Linked DNA regions of Anas platyrhynchos: region 1 is linked to region 2. The links are chromatin contacts, called in public Hi-C maps. All regions are on one chromosome and are shown on one strand. Each heading gives the region's core, a stretch centred on a gene start, on an enhancer-like site or on the middle of the called end of the contact. The rest is flanking DNA. Distances are from core to core; before and after follow the strand shown. Region 1 overlaps LOC140000002 (a long non-coding RNA gene). Region 2 overlaps TBL1X (transducin beta like 1 X-linked).

Region 1 (4,084 bases), core at 589-3,088, 59 kb before region 2:
TAATAAGAGCAATTTTCTGAGATTACTGGAATGGCATTAGATTAGGTCAGCAGTGAAATTGGCCCTCTGCATGTATCCTAATTTTACATCCCCATGAAATACCACATCACTCACATCAGCCTGACTTTTACCCTTGGAATTAGTTTCCCAGCACACTCTTGCGGCGCCACTTCACAACATCATTTACTTCACCCTATTGTCTGTCCCTGAATCTCCCGAGAGACTTGCCTGAATCTGCTGACTCCGGGCAGCATTTGCAAGACTTTGGCTTTTTAATTAATTAATTAATTAATTTGCTTAATTTAGTGAACATTTAAGAAAGTTTCAGGAAAGAGGTGATGCATTGGTACCATAAAGAAATTATATCCCTGTGTTGTTTTTTTGTTTTTGTTTTTTTTTGTTTGTTTGTTTGTTTTGTCGTTTTGTTTTGTTTTGTTTTGTTTTGTTTCTGAAGCCAAGAGGGAACTGCAGCCATATCACTTCATGGAAGGACACCCAGGAGTCAAGTCCAAAGATCCCAAAATATTTTTTGGGATCCGAAGATCCCAAAATAACCCATTACCGAAGATCCCCAAATATTCCAGGTGGGGCTGTCCCCTCGGGGATTTCCCCTGTGGTCAGCACACCACATGCTGCAGTACCTACACACCACTGCCATCTGAAATCGAAGGGTGTTCATGTGTTGCTTCCTGCACCTCAAATCCCGACTTCTAGAAAAATCTTCCCTTTTCCCCATCTCCTATGCCTCTCGAAAACACGGAGGCAAATACTCCAGCACTTAAGCAGAACACAAATGTAACCTATTGAATGTATAGCGCTCTTGGCCTCAAACTGTGCTCTTGGGACTGTGTTTTGAGGTCGATTATTGGGATGCAGGAAGAGCTGCCACATCCAGGCGTAGAAACACACGTTGCTTCTGGCTTGGTTTTGGACACCAGTACATAGGATTGACCATGCCGATGCTGTGCACTGACTGTGCGCTGACCGCCCGTCAGAGAGAATCATCTCAAACCTAACAGGGGATGCTGGGCTCGGGCCTGGCCCGGCCTGCAGCGACTACGTGGGCAAGAGACAACTCCTGTACCAGCCTGGCCCTGCTACTCCTGCCCTGGGGCTGACCGGCACTGACACGGGCACAAGGCGCCATGTGGAGACCTCAGTACCCAGCAGGGTGGCACGGGGCTCGGGGAGGGGTTTGGCCACCCACAGCCCCCTGGCCTCAGCCCCCGCTCGGTGGTGGCACGGTGTGGGCCTCCTGTGTGCCAGGGCAGGGCACGGGCAGACTGAGGGGAGCCGTGGCACACAGCAGGGCACACGGCATGGCGGGCACACAGCATGGCGGGCACACAGCGTGGAGGGCACACAACATGGCGGGCACCTCACTGGGCAGCGCAGCACACACCCTCCCTTCCCCAGATGGCTTTTTTTTTTTGAGGTGTTTTTATTGTTGTTGTTCACGTTTTTTGATGTTTTATTATTATTATTACCATTATCTTTATTATTATTATTATTACTGCTATCGCCGAGCAGCCCCACAGGGAATCGCCACATCCCCACGGCCGGCCACCAACCACCCCGTGCCCCTCCCCCCCGCCTTGCCGCTCCCCTCCCCTCCCCCTCCCCCCGAGCGGCGCGGCGGCCGCCCCTCCTCCCTCCCCTCCCCCTCCCTTCCCCTCCGCCCTTCCCCTCCCTCCCCTCCCCCTCCCCGCGCGGCCCCGCGGGGTCACGTGCCCCCTCCCCCTCTCCTCCCCCCCCCCGCCCTCCCCCTTCCCATCCCCCCGGCGGGGCGGGGGAGGGGCAGCGCAGCCGCTCTGCGCGGCGGGGTCAGCGGCGGGTACCGACAACCCTGTAAGAGGCGGGCACTGCCCGCACGGCCCCGGCGCCGCCTCCATTTTGTGTCCCCGGTGTCCCCAGCCCCCACCCCGCCCCCGGCCGCGGCTGGGCTGGGGGAGCGGGTTGGGGGGTCAAGGGAAAACATCCAAATGCTCAGCCTCACTCTGCAACGGGGGCAGCCTCAGGCATTTTGGGGAGGGGGCGACCATGCTTGGGTCCCCTCAGCAGTGTTACTGCAGGGCGCAGAAAAGCCCTGTGCAGCCCCACTGAGCTCCCCTGAAATCCATCAGTTGTCATCATTCAGTCATTTCTAACCCATAACGTTGACATCCCAAACCAACCAGATCAACAGTATGGGCCTGGCTCCTGGCTCTCTCTCTCTTTTTTTTTTTTTTTTTTTTTTAACACAAAATCCACCCCTGCGACTCCCATCTGGTGATGAAGTTAGTGCTGATTTACGCAAGGGTACCCGAGAGCTGATGCCTCCTCCCTGTGTATAAAATGGTGTTTGGGAATGAGTAGCTGCCTGGTAGGCATGGGCACTACAGCTCTCCCTGAAAGGCGTCTACGAGAGCGTGCTCTTGGCCCTGCACTGCTCACATTTCTGCACTGTAACCTGGCAATCTTCATAAAAGAAGGAGTCCTTTAGAATAAACGTGCTCACATGGCTGAAAATTCATCAGATTTATTTTTTCTTAATGAATGCTTTCACATTTCATATTTGTGAATGTTTTTGGGTTTTAAAACAATGGGCATTTTTTAGCAAACTTCAGTCCCTGCAGGCAGAAAACATAATTCTTCACGTGTTTCACCCAAATCTTTGTTCTTTTTCCCTTTTTGGTGAGAAATCCTGGGAGAGGACCCAAACATTTCCACAGCAGCTTTAAGAAAGCCGCTTGGCATCGCCTGCCCTTTCCAGTGGCCGGCCATCCATCCATCCATCCATCCATCCATCCATCCATCCATCCATCCATCCATCCAACCATCCACCCATCCATCCAACCATCCCCCTTTGTGCAGGCTTTCCACGTCAGGGCCATGCCACCACCGTGCCAGTCGGAACAACAGGGGGAGTGCTAGTGAAAGGGAAACCAGCTGAGCTGAGCATTGCTTCACCATCTCGTTTGTTTGGGTCAGGGCCTGATCTACCAGTTGTACTGGTTAGCGTATAAAAATAAATAAATAAATAAATAAATAACACCTTCAAACCATCCACCTTTGTGTGCAAAAGACACAGTTAAACCCTGGAGTCGGAATATGCTGGGAGGCAACCAGTCCTTCACGCTGAATGTGATGGGGGCATAGTGGCACTAAAAATTTCCTGCGTTGGCAGTGAGAGGAGTTCGTGCTGGCACTGCGAGCACGGTTGTGAAGGACTGCTGACACCAAGAAAAAGGTCCTTGTGATGTACGGGGCTGGTTGGAAGCACTGGGTGAGGGAATTGCTGCAAAAACAGAGTCAAGTAAGCAGAAACTGTGCTTAGATAATTAAAATGCTGATGAAACCAAGGATCTTTCAGCTAATAGTGAACATGCAGTAGAAAGGATTTCATTACATTTTAACTGTGTGGACCCCCCTAATGCCTGAGTGCAGATGCAGCACATGCAGATAGCATAAACTCATGGGTGTTTTTTTTTTTGTTTATTTTGTTTTGTTTTTTTTTGTAAAACTTGTTCTTAAAAAGAAATGGCATAGTTTGTTTATCAGTACTGGGAGATCCTGGAATTTCAGAACGCAGATATCCCGAATGAGTTTTTCAAAGTACGGATATGTGAATTGTTTTTTCTAGTTTTTGTTGTAACAGCCCATTAGAAAGTACTGATACATTTGTGCATAAAACAGATAAAATGTTCCCGCTACCAATTATGTTTCTGAGGGCAACTACAAAAGGGCAGGTAGGTTCATCCTGAGCAGGGAAGGTCAGAGCAGGCCTACCTGCGGCCCCCAGGTGCCTGTTTCTGTATGAAGCAGAAAGCCTGCTTGCTGGGGACCTGCTGGGGAAGCCACATGCTGCTGGCAGCAGCAGCAGAGCTGTAGGGACCCCCAGGGTAGCTTGAGACACCAAGGCCCTGGAGAGCAGTCCAAGGGTTGGGAGCAGAGCTGTGGCTCTGGGACGTGTGGACCCTGTGCTGATATGGGGGTATTTCCATCAGGAGGTGGTCAAATCCCAAACGAGTACCTCCATCAGCAAGCCTCATTGCTGGCCCTATTTACAGACCCAGATGCCAGTGCGTGCGGGCTGTTCCTTCAT
Region 2 (3,875 bases), core at 541-3,040:
CGGGTTTCACAAATACTAATCTTTTAACATGAACTAACTAATTGTCCTCTCTGCGTGCACGTGCTTACATACACACAGCATTAATGTAGTCAAAAACCCTCAGATTTAGAGAAAAAAGGAACTGTCCCGAGGCTGAAGAAACGTGCTGCGGTGCAATGGTTGTGCTCTCGGGCCCTTCACCAGGATATGCAGGGATATCAAGGCCCAGCAGCAGCACCTGGGGCGGTGCAGAGGCAGTGAGATGAGTGTGGGACGGGGCCAGTCTGGCCGTCAGGCCTGTGGGGAAGGTGGAGGTGAGGCACAGTGGCGGTGTGCTGTGCTGTGCTCAACCTGCTCGCTGGAAGGCGGCCAGCTCGGGCACGGCCGCTGTGCCTGTGCCCACGGACCAGGGCCGGCGGGGAGGCTGTGGCTGGGGTGCCATCACAGTCATCACCTCTTCATTTCTTCCTCCTTGGTTTATTTACTTATTTATTTTAATCCACTACTTGGTTTTTGGTCACTCCTAGAAGTAAAATACAAACCCAGATCCCAGATCTCAGCAGAGATGGAGGCAGAACTCCCCTCTTTCCTAGCATTCCTCGCAGATAGGGCTGAGCTTTGCTGACAGGGTAGGACAGAGAACCCTAGCACAGGCGGTGCCTATTCATATTGTGGGGATTAGTTTCCAAGGATATATCTATCTGGTGCCTTTTACAGTTACAAAACAAACTTAACTCTTCTTGTACCCCTTTACACACGTGTAGGAATTAGACGTCTAGGAAAGCAATGTGATTGTAGACTTGATTGAAGCACACCAAATCCCTTTGATTTTTCAGAAGGTATTGCCAATTATATGTACACAACTCTCTTTCCTTTTGGTTTAACTTTGCTGTTTTTTACTTTTTGGATTTAATTCTGTTGCCTTTTTCAGTCATTTAAAAAAGCTCGTATAGTTCTGTGTAGTTAATATAGTTTACTTCTTTTATTTTTACTCTTAAAATACTGTAAGCTGGAAGGCACAGATAAAAGGCAGGCATGAGAATTATTCTAATGAGGAGCGTATCTTCTTTCCCATCCATCCAGTTCTCAGAAATGAAAGAAAAGAACAGGAGCAGGTGAATTTTTAATAACGTGGCATGGTGTTCACAGGACACAGACTTTGTCATTCTGTGTGAAAGGTACTGAAGGTCTCTTTAATTCCATTTTCATTAGTGCTTTCTATTTTGTATTGCTGTTATTATATAATTCATTAAGAATTTGTGGGAATCTGTTTTTATATTACAAAAAAAAAGCAAACCCTAGGCTCTGATGCTTCTGCTTGTATCAATAAGTGTCTTAAATAACCAGTTAATTTAAATGAGCCAATTAATTTGAAAGCAGAGCATGACAGTGTATCATAAAAATTCATCCAGCTTCATTCTCACAGGATTTTATGTGCTTAGAAAAAAACATAAGGCGAGCTGAAAAAGATGGCCCTAAATACAATACTGGAGAAGAAGAAAACAGTGAATGTGAGCTCTGTATAATGCACAGACTGGAACGTTCACGTAATGATTACTTTCACTGCTGATGAATCAAGTCAGCTTGTCTGGGGGACCACTGTCATGTATTTGCTACGTAGTCTGGTGGTGCTGGGTAGAGGTTAGGTAAAAAATAGAATGGAGTTTAGGCCATGACGGGCAGTTTACAAGGAAGAGGAGGAAGAGTGGGAGGAGGTTACCTCAAAAGCCAGGCTCCACTGGTTTTAACTTGCAGACTGTCAAGCAGCCAACAAAAAATTTTTAGGAATGTTTTGAACTGTATTTTTTTCTTGGCTAGGATGACACATCTTCAGAACACTTATTCCAGTGCATTTCTTCACTATTATGATGGTAGCATATAAACTATGTGGGTATTTTCTAATATGTCAACGTTATTTTGTGGTTACAGCACTGGCTTTTTGTGTCCGTTTTTTCTTTGTTTTTTTTAACGCTTTGTGTGTATGTATGCATATGTGATTACTGATGTGTATATGATTTTTTTTCATTTAAATCTTGCTTAGAGTAAGAAGCATATTCGTCACGGTGTTTATGACGTTACCAGCAGCATATATTTTGGATTAAAAAAAAAAAAAACAAAAAAACAAAAAAACTTTTGACACCTGGACGGGTTCAGTGTTCTCTGATGTCAGTGTGTTTAATGCCATTATACACCGTCAGTTTGATCATACTCAGTGAATGGTGGATTTGTAGATAAGCTGCGTTGTGCTTATTAGTAGGTATGTACATGTATCTATACACCTGCTGTATGTCATATAGCATGAAATAAATTAATTTCTCATATTAAAAAAGTAGCATGTCTTCTGCACATATTTTAAAATACATACTTTTGTAGTTGCTTATTACTATCTTCATATCACCATGGGGTTGTTTGGAACTACAACTTTATTCCTTGATTTTTTTTGGTAAATTGGGATATGTATCTGTTAAAAGAAAAATTTGTTACTTAATATCTTTACAAGACAATTGATAGGGCACTCCTTTCTGCAGTTAGATAATTTCAGTGGAATGTGATGATTTATCTGCCTGACATCCTACAGAACTACTATGAAGTTTCTATTCATGTTTTCTTAGAAATTTCAAAGATCGAAAAGCATTGACAATTTATTTTACATCTGGTTTATTAAAAAGTGTGAATGTCAAGTTCTGCTTACTATAGTACAATCTTACTTTCCATCAAATTATAAATAAATTAGGATAGCAAAGTATCAAAAGGAAATTATGAAAAAAGTTTTCTCTTTTGTTGAAGAGTTCAGGGTTAGAAGTAATGATTGCTTTAATTTGTTAATCTGTGAATTATGTTCTTGGCTAACAGAGTTGAATTAGTGTATTAGGTTGCTGTGGAACAAACCTCGGTAGCATTTTTCCAACCTTTTTTTTAACAGCTTTTAAACTTTTAAAAACTTTTTTTTTCATTCTTTTTTTCTCATCTGCTTAAAGACTATTGGAGTTTCCAGTGGTGTTTAAGAGATTTCATTTCACTGGAGGCTTTTAATGTTTCACAATTTTTCTTTGTCAGCTCCTCAGTGTGTGGGTAGTGCCAGCAAGGGCCACGTTGATCATACATTTGTGTTCTGAACACGCAACAAATCCAGTTATAGATATTGTCCGAAACTGTAAAAACTTCCTCGGCAACATGCAGAAGACTTCTAGGATCAAGCCTTACATGATGACAGTACAGATTCTTGACTGGTTAAGTCAGTGTATTTCAGTCTTTTTTAAAGTGCCTGAGTAATGGTGTGCGTGATTTTTAGCTTTTACACTGAAAGTCAGTATTCTGGTAATGAAATAGGCAATGCAGTGTCCCTTCCTCCTCCTGTAGCCTAATTAAGTAGTCTTTTTCATATAGTATAACTTCTATTATCTGTTTTGAATACCATTATTACCTGAGTCCTCACTGTGTTGTTTGAAGTTCATGTGGCTGACAAACATGAAGTCCAGATTTGGAGCCCAGTTTCTTTAAAATGTGCAAAAGCTCTCTTGACTTATCTCAGCATTTTCAGAGGTGTAGTATTTTGCAGTAGAAAGTGTGAAACTTAGCAGCTTGAGGTTCTAAGTACGTATTTTGGAAAATGTCCAACTTAGGTCAGTGATTAGAGCCTGTGGCTTTTCTCAGACAAGTGCCTGTAGTTTTTCAGGCCAGCCCACATCAAAAGGTCTCACAAACTCTAACAGCAGCCGCCCATCGAGCACCTTGTGAGCATTGGCAGGATGCTCTTGTTGTTGTCCATCCATATCGTGTGTAGTCTCAAAGCTCCTCTGCTGACCGTGACCTGTTAAAACAGAAGCCCTCAACACAGCCCAGCAGCTGATGCACACCTTTGCCTAAGCGTTACCTGCATCGTACCCTCTGGGAGG

What was found. A called contact is a pair of places that touch in the nucleus more often than the background predicts.
Region 1: a contact with region 2 is called in a Hi-C map of skeletal muscle, with 1.8 times the contacts expected there. The contact joins two enhancer-like sites. A contact is called at or near these places in 5 of 8 Hi-C or Micro-C datasets (liver, skeletal muscle, small yellow follicle and 1 more).

Annotation. Positions count from the first base shown.
Region 1 is chr1:132,027,870-132,031,953 of IASCAAS_PekinDuck_T2T, reverse strand. All of the region lies in intron 1 of LOC140000002 (a long non-coding RNA gene), which reads right to left. Among named protein-coding and RNA genes, the nearest start is that of TBL1X, 11 kb to the right of the region's middle. Within about 2 kb of position 1,838, at least 6 of the 8 cell types and tissues checked have an H3K27ac peak or open chromatin away from gene starts, as enhancers often do. A contact at or near this core is called in subcutaneous adipose tissue, where this site is marked.
Region 2 is chr1:131,968,971-131,972,845 of IASCAAS_PekinDuck_T2T, reverse strand. The region is part of intron 1 of TBL1X (transducin beta like 1 X-linked); the gene reads left to right. Among named protein-coding and RNA genes, the nearest start is that of TBL1X, 48 kb to the left of the region's middle. Within about 2 kb of position 1,790, at least 1 of the 8 cell types and tissues checked has an H3K27ac peak or open chromatin away from gene starts, as enhancers often do. A contact at or near this core is called in subcutaneous adipose tissue, where this site is marked.